3 separate regions of the Pan troglodytes genome follow, and regions 2 and 3 are each linked to region 1. The links are chromatin contacts, called in public HiChIP or PLAC-seq maps. All regions are on one chromosome and are shown on one strand. Each heading gives the region's core, a stretch centred on a gene start, on an enhancer-like site or on the middle of the called end of the contact. The rest is flanking DNA. Distances are from core to core; before and after follow the strand shown.

What was found. HiChIP or PLAC-seq counts read pairs in DNA pulled down with a chosen protein or histone mark.
Region 2: an H3K4me3 HiChIP or PLAC-seq map of stem cell-derived excitatory neurons shows a contact between it and region 1, with 4 times the contacts expected there. The contact joins the promoter of HMGN2 here to the promoter of SH3BGRL3 in region 1. A contact is called at or near these places in 1 of 7 Hi-C or Micro-C datasets (induced pluripotent stem cells) and 1 of 1 datasets of contacts at active chromatin or transcription factors (stem cell-derived excitatory neurons).
Region 3: an H3K4me3 HiChIP or PLAC-seq map of stem cell-derived excitatory neurons shows a contact between it and region 1, with 3 times the contacts expected there. The contact joins the promoter of LIN28A here to the promoter of SH3BGRL3 in region 1. A contact is called at or near these places in 1 of 7 Hi-C or Micro-C datasets (stem cell-derived neural progenitor cells) and 1 of 1 datasets of contacts at active chromatin or transcription factors (stem cell-derived excitatory neurons).

The regions. Positions count from the first base shown.
Region 1 is chr1:204,688,513-204,692,869 of NHGRI_mPanTro3-v2.0_pri, forward strand. SH3BGRL3 (SH3 domain binding glutamate rich protein like 3) reads right to left here and starts at 2,079. Exons shown (of 4, transcript XM_003949330.5): 1 at 1,981-2,079; 2 at 1,616-1,978; 3 at 892-1,059; 4 at 302-766. The coding sequence starts at 2,064. The coding sequence ends at 701. CEP85 (centrosomal protein 85) reads right to left here. Exons shown (of 15, transcript XM_063784267.1): 15 at 3,004-4,357.
Region 2 is chr1:204,497,075-204,501,431 of NHGRI_mPanTro3-v2.0_pri, forward strand. HMGN2 (high mobility group nucleosomal binding domain 2) reads right to left here and starts at 1,767. Exons shown (of 6, transcript XM_003949332.6): 1 at 566-1,767. The coding sequence starts at 580. DHDDS (dehydrodolichyl diphosphate synthase subunit) reads right to left here. Exons shown (of 9, transcript XM_016956908.4): 9 at 1,889-4,313. The coding sequence ends at 4,074.
Region 3 is chr1:204,557,034-204,561,390 of NHGRI_mPanTro3-v2.0_pri, forward strand. It overlaps LIN28A (lin-28 homolog A), which reads right to left and starts at 2,611. Exons shown (of 4, transcript XM_016956893.4): 1 at 2,327-2,611; 2 at 1,667-1,863. The coding sequence starts at 2,357.

The DNA.
Region 1 (4,357 bases), core at 829-3,328:
ATGGGATGGCCACACTCACTGACAGGCATGCAGATGTGCACTACACACCAAGGCACAAGCATGATATGGACACATGCATGTGAACTGGAGGGTGGCCCACCCAGACATCTCCAGAAACCACTGGTCCATACAGGTATTTGTGTGTCAGACATATCCAAACACATGCACTAACACAGAGGTGACAGTCACAAGAGAACAGCTCAGCCACCCTTCCCACAGAGCAGTCTCAGCACAGTCACAACTACCAACCTTGCCCAGGGCAGGGACCCAGGAGGCCCAGGCCACAACCAACCAGACACAGTGCCAATGGAACAGGATATCATTTAATTGCCTCTAGGGTCCTCCTGGGAGAGGGACTGCGGGGCCTTTGGCAGAGCTCTGGCTGATGGAACCAACAGAAGTGCCCATCAGCCAGTGCCAGGCAGGATGGCGGCCCCAATGCTTGACTGGGGGCAGCCAGCATTTGGGGCTGTTGCTTAAGACAATTTCTGAGACTAATGGGTAAGGAATGTTGCCTTTAGATGGAGGAGAGGGGACTACATTTAGAGAGGAGGGAGGAGAAGTGGCCTGCATTGGGGGAGGGACTCTAAGGTTAGGTTAGGAATGACAGGGAGTTGGTCAAAAGGTCCTTCATGGCCAGGTGAAGGCTGGGGGGAGTGTGGTGATGGAGTCCAGCAGGGGAACTCTGGACAGGCTTGACTCAGGCCAGCTTCAGGAACTCCTGCAGCGTGTTTTGTTCCACAGCCTCCACGAAGAGCTCATAGTCCTGGAGAAGGGGAGGCGAGGGGTGGTCACCTGAATGCAGGGGGCCCAAGTGCTTTGTGGCAGATATGACCCTGGCTAGAGTCCTCTTCCAACACTCCCCCCACCCCCCCGTCCCCCAGCCCATACCCCACAGTACTGGTCCCCGTTGACAATCTGGGGTGGGGTGGCCTTGGGGTTGCCCGCCAAGGCTCGCATCTCATCCCTCAGGGCGTTGTCCTGGGAGATGTCCACTAGCTGGTATTGGATGCGCTTCCCATCCAGGATTCGGGTCACCTCGCTCTGCTGGGACTTGATCTGGGGACAGAGGGTGGGTAGGGGTTAGTGGATAGGCTGGAGGATTTATGGGGGAAACGCTGGGCAGGGTGAGAGAGGCTGTGACCAGGAGCTTTTGTCCCCCCATTCCCCTCCACACTAGGGGAGGGTTCTGGCCTCTAGGAGTTGGGAGGATGAGTCAGGCTTGAGGTGGTGCAGGATGAAGAGAGGGATTATCAGCCACGGGGGAGGGGGTCAGAGTGAAGGGAAGTGGGATCAGGCTGAGGGTGGGGAGGGGAGGGCAGGCTGCGGTCGTGGTCAGGGTCAGCCCGGTAGTGGGAGTGCAGAGAATGGGTGTGGGGTTGATGGGGGATGGGCACGGGAAGTTCATGCTGCGGCTGCAAAGGACCCAGGATGCCCGATGAAGACACTCAGGATGGGGCCTCGGGACCGGATCCGGGAGACCGTGCCCAGCACCTCGCCGACGCACTCCCCCCACCCCGCCCCCGTCCTGGGGGCGGGTCCCGGGCGCTAGGCTCCAAAGCACCGGGATACAGCCCTGCGCTTTCCCCCAGCGCCAGTCCGGGCGCACCCTTACTTCGCGGGAGCCGGTGACCGACGTGCTGTAGACGCGCAGGCCGCTCATGCTGGGGGTAGACAGACGGGCCGGCGGGCAGAGGGCGGCGGTAGCGGCAGCTGCACTGCCGGGAGACGACGCCGCCGCCGTGCTCGGGAGCGGTTTCCTTCCTGCTCCGCCCGCCAAGTCATCGCGCTCGGGACCAATGGGCGGCGCGGGCAGGCGGGGTGGGACCTGCGCGACACCGCCCCGCGCGCCAGAGGCCCCTTCCCTTCCCCCTCGGTTACCAGGCGCGCAACGGACCCGTCCCACGCAGGGCGCCCCTTCTGCGGCTGTCCTGATCGTCCTTTTCGGCCGTTCCCTGATATGGAGCTCAGTGTGAGACTGGGGAGGGGCCTGGGTGGCAGGACAGGCCCGGGAGAGGGTCTGGCAGAAGCCTCCCTCTCCAGCCGCACACAGGTTTGGTGCATCCAACTCCCCAGCCACGAGAGCCGCTCTCTCCAGGAGGAGGTGCCCTAATAGCACAGGGAAGCTTGGGGCTTTGGAAGGCTTGAGCTGCTTTCAGACCCAAAGTTCTCTAAGAACCTTGCTCCAAGGGATCCCTCGCTCCACCACCCAACACGCACCACTAACCCTAGGGGATAGGAAGCATAGGACAGCAGGAAGAGCCCACGCTTAGAGATTTTCCCCCAAGTTCCTCTCCACTCAGGTGGGAAGGTTTAGACAAGGAAGGGTGATGATAGCAGGACGCAGAGGCCACACCCTCAAAGGAACCAGATGGAGACCAAGGCTGACAGCTGGAAAGCGTGGCGGTAGAGGATGATGTCAGGACTCGAGAGCCTAGGCTCAAGCTGACCCTTAAGATCCACCCCAGGTCTTGGGGTGGTCCAAGCTCAACCCCAGCTCCATGCTGCAGATGGCATTCCCAAACTGCTACTACTCCCAGCGGTTGAGGGGGCAGACTCCAGCAACGAGCCCAACTTTGGAGACCTAGCTGTCTGGCACTCAACATCATGCTTCTCAGATGTCCCCCTGGTCCAGGGCTCAGGCAGGTTAACAGCCCAGAAAGACAACCCTTGCTCTGGTAAAGCCACTTCCTCACAGCAACCCAGAGGCTGCCAACTTCCTGAGAGGACTGCTGAAACTTTCCAGTGACAAACTTACTTCTGTTATGACTCAGGGAAGGTTTGCCCAAGAGAAAGTGAGTGGGAAGAGATCTGGTTCTATAGAACGACAGAGGAGCAGAGGTGGCAGAGATAGGGACATGAGGCTGGCTGGACCTGCCAAAGGTTCCTCCACACTGCTGCCTGGGGGACCTGGCTGAACACCCAGGTGTTTGGCTCTAACAAGCCAAAGTGAGGGGTAGAATAGCGTGGTGGTGGTGATGGAAGGGTATGGAAAACTGAGGAGTCTGTTAAGATACTTTATTTTATAATCAAAATACGCAATACAAACAAATGGACATAACAAAGATTCATATAAATAACTGGTTATAAACTTTATGAGGAAAAATACCCGTCAGCATGGTGGCTGGGCTCCCAATGCACAGGGTGGAGACCAACCAGGCGGCTCTGCCTTTAAGCAGCAGGAGCCCAGAGGCTGAAGGGCTGGCTGGGTGGGGCTGCTCTGAATGGAAGGGATAAGTCACTCCATAAATAAAACACAAACTTGTAAAAACACTTAAGAAAGAGCCTCATTCAGGCCCAGGCATGAGGTCCAAGATGCTGCCAACAGCCCAAAGCTTAGCAAAAATCTTGTAGTGGCTGACTGGCCCACACATGGCCCCTGCCTGGCCTGGCTCCAGATCTAGAGGAGGCACGGCTGGCCCAACAACCAGATACTAACAAGTGTGAGATGCTCCCTAAACCAGGAGGCAAGAAAAACCAGAGGGCAAAGGTCCCTCACTAAAGCCCCAGAGAAACAACCCAGGAGGCAAGAAAAACCAGAGGGCAAAGGTCCCTCACTAAAGCCCCAGAGAAACAACCCAGGAAACACTAAAAGCTGTACTTTAAAGCTGACTTGTACTGGGTACTCTGAACTTTCAAGGAGGCCAGAGCAGGAAAGGGAAAGGAATAACCCCCACCACCCCCAACACAAGAGAGGCACAAATTAGAGGGCTGGGCACAGGCTGTAGCCCTGGGTGAGGGGGTAAGCAGCTTGACAGTTGCTCTGTGGTCTCTGGGATATAATTCTGCCCAAGGCTAGAACCACAGAGAAGAGTTTGCACTCTTAAGTCCAGGAAGGGGACTACCTGGAAGGCCTGAGAACAAAGGAGAAAGTTTAGCACACTAAACACATGGCCAGGACCCTAGGGACACAAGGCAGCTGGAGAGTGGGATCTCTTGTTAAATGGCATGGTAGGCAGATTAGAGTCCCGGCTATAATCCCTAGGGCCCCAATCCTAGTAGTTACGTGCTAACCAACACATTACCCTGAGGCTTCTGGGAGAACAAGAGCCCTGAGGAAGAAGCATAAGACCAGGCATGAGAAAACCCAGAAAGCCAGCTCAGTTCCCAAGAAGGCTGGCACATGGGGCCTGAGAATTCTTAAATGGCCATTGTCACTGGTACTTGCTCAGCCTTTCCAGGCCCCTCTGATGAGCTCTCTAATCAGCAGGACCAAGGTGTGAAGTGGGAATGAACATGGATCCATCCCATTGGATGGAGAAGAAAGGTGGACAGCCTGTTCATCTCTCATGTCAGCCTAGGGCTGGGAACAGTTTGTGAGGACTTATCTGTTGTACCTGCCAAAAGTTAATTAGTA
Region 2 (4,357 bases), core at 517-3,016, 190 kb before region 1:
GGCGGAGCCCAGCGCCGTTGCTATGGCAGCCGTCGAGGGCGGGAGAGGGAGGCGCGCGCAGCCCGGGGAACTCGTGGGCGGCGGCAGCGCGCGTCTCGTGCGCGGGGAACGTGGGCGAGGGGGCGGGGCCATACCGCACAAGCCCCGCCCCCTCACGGCGGCGGTTTTTTGGCGGCAGCGCTTTCCCCCGCCCGCCAACCCCGAGCGCCGCCTTCCCGCCCTTTCGGGTTTGAATTGCCCGCCCGCAGAGAGGGGAGGGAAGGGGCCCTCGCGATGGGGGAGGGGGCACGGGGCGGGGGCGGCGAGCCCGAGGAGAGCGGGATAAACAGCCGCCAACATGGCTCCTCCCGCCGCGGCCGCCGCTCCTCCAATATGGCCTCTGGCGCCCGCGGGCAGCCGAGCCGCTCAGGGTTAGCCCCGAGCTGCCCGACACCGTCTCCAGCCCCCGCGCGGGGAGGCTGCGCTGGCTCCTGCTCGGCGCCGATTCTCGCTCCCTGCACCAGGGAGGCGGCGGCGGCGGTGGCGGCAGTGGTGGCCCGGCGCCTGGGGCCCTCGCGCCACGTACCTTTCTCTTGGGCATGGTGGCGGCGGCGACGGCAGCGGGACGTAGGTGCTGGACGCGGGATGCAGCGGCGCGCGGGCTTTGGTCGGTCCGGGGGTCGTTCTCGCCTCTTCTTCACACTGCTCGGGCTCCGGGGGGTTTATAAAGTTTTTATAGCGCTGGGAGCCCCGGACCGGTTAGAACCGGATTTCACCTCCCGCCGCCGTTCATTGGCCCAGCTGGGGTCACGTGGGCGGGGTTTAAACTCACCTCCTCTGGAGGGAGTGAGGAGGGGGGTGTGTGGGGGGGGGTAGTGCGCGGAGACGGCGGCGCGCCGAGGGGGTGGGGGCGCAGTCGGGGAGGCGCGCGTCGAAGGCAGTAAATGAGGAGGGGTGCGCGAGTCGGCGGGCTCCGGGTTCCGGCTCCCGCCAAGAGCTGTCTTTTGCAAACTAGCAAGTTCCTTCCACCTTATGCAACCCAGCAACCCACTTCTCCAAGCCGTGCGACACTCACGGCGCATCTCAGCGGCTTTCCTTCCTGCTCCCGCTGGGGGCCCCAGAAGAGGGGTTTGCGAGGCCTGGCTGCACTGCCCTGCTCCTCTGGAAGCAGGAGGAAGCGCGCGGCTGGAGGCACAGGCTGCAGTTCCCAGGGCCCAGGCTGACGCCGAAGTGGGAAAAAGGCGGGGAAACCAGCTTGGCGCAGCCGGACGTGCATCCTTCCGAGCTGCCACTTCGGAAAAGCCTTTCGTGCACCTCACCTGAAAGACGGTCCCACTCGAGGTGGGCTAGGGGTTTCAGGGGGAGACTTTCCATGCAGAGGTGCCTTTTGGGTGCCGTGGGTCAGGTAGGAGCTGTCCTTTCAGCACCCGTTGCGCAGCCGCCTCCCCAAATGCTATCGAAGCCCCCACCCCCAACTCCTCTCGGGTGGCTCCCTTAAGGTCCCTGTATTCCCAAACCTCCAGACCCCGCCACAGTATGGTGGAGAGCGGCCGTCGAGGTCTACCAGCACTCACTTCCCCCTACACTCTACCCCTCTCGGAGACATTTTGCCCAGCTGCCCCAACCCGACGCGGCCACCAAGCCTGGGCACTGCAGCCGCAGCTGGCGAAATCCCTCCTTCCACACTGTCAAGCTGGCTGCTTTTCACTTGCGCGAGGAAAGGAGGGTGGAGGAAAGCGCCCGGGGATTAGGAAACAAGTAGAGGAACAGGTGGTGTGATGGCAAAAGGGCTCTTCCGGTGCCCCCTAGTCCAAAGCCAGGGTCTTGGAGCTAGCCAAGTGCACCTGAGGGAGGGTAGGCAATTGCAGCAGCAAAAGAAGGTGTTCTTCCGTTGCAGTTAGCAAACAAGTTTTACATCTAAGAATCTTTAAAAATTCTATTTGAGACCCAGAACACAAGAATACGATAGATGTCCTCAAATGGGGGCTTGGCTCACAGGTGGAAGGACACTAAATTGGTCCCATCTGATTTCTTGAGGCAAGGGTTGAACCTGGCTTGCACAAATCATACCTGTCCAAAGCAACCACGAGTTCTACTATTTTGCAGCCCTTGCTGCTGGGCGACGACGACGACCTCTCTGCCTCTTCTTTCCACCACTACATCGCCTCCTGGGGCAGCTTCTCCCTACTCCACCCTGTGTACCTTTCCCAGAATACAGAACCTCAGGCCAAAGAGAGATGCCAGCCCCATTAATCACCTCTACTGTACCCCAATCATATTACGGAAAGTCAGACCCAGGAGACAGGACTCAACAGCCACGCTCATAGGGCAGATTCCGTTTGCTGCCTCCAGCCCCTCATTCCCGCCTTAATTGTAGGGCTCTGCATTATAGCCGCATAATTCATGCCTCCCTAATTATGGCTGTCAACAGCCCCATTGTAAAGCTGTAAAATGTACAGCACCTGCTCTCCAGGAACCCTGTGCCAGGGATTGGTAGAGGGGAGTGCCAGGTGTGGATGGGGGCTTTGCCAAAGGGTTCATTGATTGGCTTCTCAATCGCCGTGTCTGGCATTTATGCTTGATTCTAGGAGCATGGACAATAGCCAAGAAGTCTCTTGCCGCCAGGTATCCCGGGACAGAAAGGGGAAGAGGAGGGTGGGGTATAGGAAAGTTAGGGGTTTCCTGTGTGCTCTTGCTACAGCTTGCAAGATTTCACCTCTCCCCTAGAGGGAGCTGCTAGGGAAACAGCTTGCAGAAAGTAAAATAGGAAGTCTGGCATGGTGGCTCATGCCTGTAATCCCAGCACTTTGGGAGGGTGAGGCCGGCGGATCACCTGAGGTCAGGAGTTCGAGACCAGCCAGAACAGGGTGAGATGCTGTCTCCAAAAAAAAAAAAAAAAAAAGAAAGAAAAAGGAAAATGGACTTTACTAAAGAGAGTAGCATTTGGTTGGTGTTGCTGGCTGGTACTTGCCGGTGTGGGGCACCTGAAATAGAGTTGCTCAGGCAGACAGCTCTTCAAAGGCACTAATCCTCTCAGCAGCTCTGCAGCAAGTCCTGTCAGAGGGAGGTAAGGGAAAGGACACAGCTTTGACCCTCACAAGCAGAGGACCTAGAACAAGCTTTGCCATGCCAAGAATAAATCATCTAGGGGCCTACTTAGGGAGCCAGGTCAAAAAGCTGAGAGAAACCTCGAAGAGTGGAGTGGGAATCAGAGTTTGAGATGGTGAGGGCAGGGAGCAGAGTCAGTTGGAAGAAGTGTTTGGTTCTGCTCAGTCTTGTTGTGTTACAGGGGAGGCGGCCTGTGCTGGATTCAATTCACCAGGGCCTACAGGCCCTTCTGTTACCCTGAACCATGGAGGGGGCCAGTCTCACTTGGGAGTGGAGCCTGGCCCCATGCCCTGCAAGAGGAGGAGAAAAGCTTGTGTGGGCTGAGTCGACAATAGGTAATTGGATTGTAATCGCCCGCCTGGCTTCCGCGCACCATTGGCGCTGAGTCTTTCAGTGAGCAATCAGTACTGCGTGGTGGGAGAGGGTAGAGATTCAATAGCAAATCCCAGGTGGAGAGCCAAGGGGGCGGAGCAGCAGATGGGCAAATTTTCTGTCTCTCCCACCCCTTTTTTCCTTACCCAAATAACTGCCTGCCTATTAGTTATTTACTAGCAGATCCAAGGTAGAGCCAAATCTTTTGTGGAAGCTGGGTGGAAGGCTAAAATGGAAGGGTAAAGAGCTAGGGTTTTGGGGAGAACTCTTCCCTGAAATTCTGTGTGTTGAAGGATGTGCTGGTGGAAAAAGAAAGTGCATCTAAGAGACAGGCAGCTGATGAGTTGTGGCCCTTTGCTCTCCAAACCCTATTGGTGACCAGACCTAGGTTTAGTGTACTCGTGGGAGACTTTCACCCTCAATCCTCCTCAGGAGCCTGTCCCAGGCAGCCCAAAGGTATCTATGGCCAGCAAACCGGGCCTGGGGGGCTCCCCAGCCAAGCAAAGGGAACACAATTCATTATCAGGAAAGGAGGTGCCTTTCACCAAGAAAAGGAAGGGGAGTGGAGCCCTGGAGGCAGAGGGCAGGGCAAAGTGGCAGGTGGCCAGCCTCACTCAGGCTGATGCAGTGCCCAGACGGGCCAGCCAGTCAGCTCGCTTGAGTTCCAAGGCCTGCAGGAAGCCTTGGACTCGCTCTTCCCGTCTGGCCGAGAGTTTGTGCAAGCGTGTCCTTCGGAGATGGGCGTCCCCACTGGCTTGGAGCCCCTCTCGCAGCAGCTGCTCTGTCACTGTAGCCTGGTCCCTCTCCAGCTGCTGCCTCTTCCGCTCCTCTGCATACATGTCTCGGGCCTTCTGCTAGAGAAAAGTGGGGATTGGGGTGGGGAGATCATTTTTAGGAG
Region 3 (4,357 bases), core at 1,361-3,860, 130 kb before region 1:
TTATTCCAGCCTCCCAAAGTTGGGGGAGCTGTCCAGTCCCCAGACCAGGAAAGATTTTAATCTCTTTGTGATCAGATAAATGGGAGAGTGGGGGAGGCTTGCTACCCTGCTGAGGAGGGCCATTCAAAGCTGGTTCCTGTAATAAAGTGATTTAATAGAACTAAAGAGGCCAATTCCCTTCTTTCTCCCACAATTACTTCCTGTGGGTTATCATTCACATATGTAAATGAGACAGAGGAGGGAGAAAAGCCACCAGTGGGAAACTAGCTGTCTAATGGGGGGTTGGGGAAATAAGGGTGCTGCAAGGGGGCAGCTCAGTATCCTGCTGCAGGTCCTCTTGGCAGATGTTCAAGTAGCCCACTGACCCCATGGCCCCAACAGTAAGTGGTGGCTCCCCATCTCCCTGCGTCTATTTCCCTTGTTTGTTCCTCACTGAAGGCTGTGCTCAAAGACGTCCCTGCTGCCTCCAACTAGTCTACCCAGCATCTCCCTTCCCTACCCCTCCCCCAAAGAATGCCATCCCTTCAGGCTCCAACCCTTAATCCCCACATCCTCCTTTCCCCTCCCCCACACCTCCTAAAGCCAACCTCCCTTAAGTAACCCCTCCCTGCCCGGCCTGGGTGTCAACCTACACGATCTGGGATTAGCAATTTCTTCTTTCCAGATCCAGCTCCAAACCTCCAAAGATGGAAGGGCCATAGGCAGCAAGCAACTTCCTTTCCATGGTCTTTATGGGTAGCTGGTGGCCCAGGACCACCGGAATGCCTCTAGGATATTCAGGAAGGGGAAGCCTGGGAGGAGGGAGACCTGAAGTCTCTGGCTCCTTGTTTGAGGCCAGGAATGTTAAGACAGCAATCAATGGCTGTCTGGGGCCATAAATGCCAAGCGGAGAATAGGACCAGAGGCCAGCCTCCCTTCACCCCCTGCCCTGCGACACTGAATTTCACCCCCTACTGTGCTGCCCTGCTTTAACTGAGAACTTGGGGTTGTGACCTACCAACTTCCCTCCCAGCCTGGCCCAGGAATGTAAGGAAGGCCTGGGCTCTTTGGGTTTTCCTTCCTCACGGGAACTGGACAGCAAAGACCCCAGTCCTGAGCTTTCAAGCCCCCACAGGGATCCTTCAGGGATCTGCCAAACCCAGTTTTTAGTGACCAGCCAGGTGAGGTCTGCATTAAAAAGGGGATGAGGCTGACTTCTCGGCTTTATGCCCCTTGGGTCCAGTAGCCAGTTGCCCTCACTCTCTCCCGCCTTCTGAGCTCCATTCAGACGTTGGAGGAGCTGGGCTCCCGGCTCAGGCCCGGCATGTGCTTCCCTGGCCGGCCTGCTCGCCCTCCCCCCACCGGCAAGCACAATACAACCTTAGTTTCTGCCACATGGGGTCACCTCCCTGCCCCCTGCCCCTTCCCAGGGGAAAGAGGTAATAGACACGTGGTAAGCCGGAGGGGTTCCCGGAAGGGGGCGGGGGTGCTGATAATTGGTGCTGCCTCCCACTACTCCCCCACGAGATAGTTAACAGGGACTCAGAATTGGGGTGCCGAAGCAAAGACAGGGACGTATAATGAGGGCTCCCGATGGCCCTCAATTCAACTGCGAGCCCGGAGCCCACCCGTGGATATGGGCGCCTAGACGCCCTTCCCTGGGCAAAGTTACCGGAATCAGTCTCACCTGGTGCACAAAGACATCCACTGGGGGGTCGAGCGCGACCCCGGCGCGGGCGGTCATGGACAGGAAGCCGAACCCCATGCGCACGTTGAACCACTTACAGATGCCCGCACCGTGCAGCAGCTGAGGCTCGTCCGCCGCCCGGGCCGCGTCCTCCGGCGCCTCCTCGGGCGCCTCTTCTGCCGCCTTGGCGCAGCCACCTGGAGAGAGGGAGGGCCGGGCACTTAGCTGGGGGGCACGGGATCAGAGGGCCGTCTCGGGCCCCAGGCAGGGAGACCCGAGTGTCCAGCCCCACAAGTGGACAGCCAGGAGGGGTCAGCTACCAAGCAACAGAAGAGAAGAAACCTATCCCGGTCGCCTCCCGCGTTCCCCTAGCGTACACCGGGACAGCAGTGCCCCGAAAGTTTTGCTCCTCTTCCCACAACGCGTTTCCCAGAGACTCACGGCGGGACAAGCCTCTCCCCTCCATCCACCCACGTAGTCTGGCGCGCACGCCACTGGGACACCAAGGTTCCTTGCCCCAGAGACGGCCCTATGAAGCAGAAGGCCGCACCGTCTTGGGGTCCTTTGGGCAGCATAGGACTCAGTTCCCCACCTCCCTTCTACGTGGCTCCTGGCCGCCCCTGAATCCTAAAGTGTCCCCGCTAAGTCCCGAGCTCGAACCTGCAAACTGCTGGTTGGACACGGAGCCCATGGTCGTCGGCTGAGCCCGTGGCCCCGGGCCCCTGGTCGGGTGGCTGCTGGCCCCGGAGAAGTCCGAAGGCAAAGGGTTGGTCCGGAGCAGAAGCTGCTACATCTTCCCCCGCACAATAGCGGTGGGAGGGCCCACGGCTTTTCAAAGGCTCCCAAATTCTAAAAGACAATGACCCAACCCCCCGCGGGCAGCCCCCTCCCCTCCCCTCCCTCTCCTTTCCCCTCCCTTTCCCTCCGGCTCCAGCTCCGGCCCTCCCCCACCACTCCGGTCTCTGACACCTCTGGGGTGTCCCTTCTCAGAACCTTGAGGTTTGACACCCCCTCCCCACACGCACATCTGGAGATGGGTCTGTCTGCCCTAGAAGACTTGAGTACCCCAGAATTTGGGATCCTGCACTTTGGACTCAGTAGGGATCCCCAAAGCAGATACAGGTGGGGGACCTGGTGGGGGGGGTAGTTTTAAAACCACGTGACTGCACACACATACACCACCCCCACCCCCCGCGCAGATAATTATACATTCCAGAGAGTTGGGGGAGGGAGGTGTGAGCCTGGCGGCGCTGGCCAATCAGAAACACAAACCACCTGTCAAGGGAGAAATGAATGGGCCCTCCCCCTCCCCCAGCCCTTGAGCGCCCCTCCCCCTCTCTTCCCCCTCAGGCCTCTGAGCTGACCCGGCTGCTTGGAGCTGACCCGCTCTCACCCCCCACCCCCGTGTGCTTAGATAGACCTGGAGTTCTGGACACTGGGAAGCCCGGGATGGGGGAGCAGGGGAGAGGCTGGGGACACACAGGGCTGATCTGTCCTGACCAAAGCGCTGCCTTCCAAAGTCTGTCTGCCTCTGACTACATCTGAATGTCTGCCTCCCAGAGTTTCTGACTCAGAGTTTTTCTGGGCCTCCCCCAGTTAGAAAAGAGAAAGTGCTCTTAATTGATTCTTTGTAAAGAATTCTTCCTTCTTTCCTCCCTCCAAACCTGTGTGTCTAAAGTTAGCCCCAGGTAAGCTCCCAGGAGAGCAGGAGGAATCCAAAGAGTCTTGAAGCTGTTTCTCCACCAGCTGCCTTCTCGTCCTACCCCCATCCCATCCCCATCCACTGCTGAGAGAGGGACTGGGTGGGCTGGTGGGTAGAGGTACTTCCTCTCTACTCTTCACACTCTTAGATTCCTAGGCCCTCCTTGTTTCAGAGTAACCACCCTAAAATGCGCTCCCATTCCATAGTGGGGTTGGTGGAGGAACAGGACTGGGGGGCCTCCTCATTTGAAGAGGTAACCTCCCCTTCTAGGAGATAAAGACGGCTGGCTAGTGGGGGTGGCTACTGCCCTGGTCGGAGATGGACAATGGCCCGGGTCTCAGTGCACGGCCCTGGCCCTGCCCCTTCACTTCCGGTGTTCAGTTCAAACTGGACAATGCCAGCTCCGGCCAGTTCCCCTCCCCCACCACTACAACCCATTTAAAGGGACAGAGCCTGCTTTCGGGGGCATCCGCTTGCTCTGAATTCAATCTTCTCCACCGAGTGTGCAGAACCTTTTGGAATTCTCACGCTGTGGCTCTGTGTGTGTGTTTGTGTGTGTGTGTGTGTGTGCACGCGCGGATGTGGGCACATGTGTATTTCAGAGAGACCGGATGAGTGGGGGTAGGGAAGGGGAAGATGGGGAGGAAAGCAAGAGACTGCAGAAGTTATTTCCCTTTCTCTCCTACGGGGTGCTCTCCAAGAAATGAAAACTTGAGCGTAAGGAATGGGAGGTGGGACTTCGTGGGGTAAAAAGGACAAGAGTGGCCCTTTGCTGCTCCGCCTAAAAAATACATATCGTTAACAAATATTATTAGCAGTGCCCGACTCCCAACTGAGGACTCTAATTTAGAATTATCAAGAGTTCTCCTAGTACATCAGCCAAAGCCATTTTTATTTACATAATTCTCCCCTCCCAAAAGTCTTATCTCCCGCTGTTAGTGGCACACTTAAAATATATTCGCTCCGTGTACCTCTGTTCCTAAGACTCA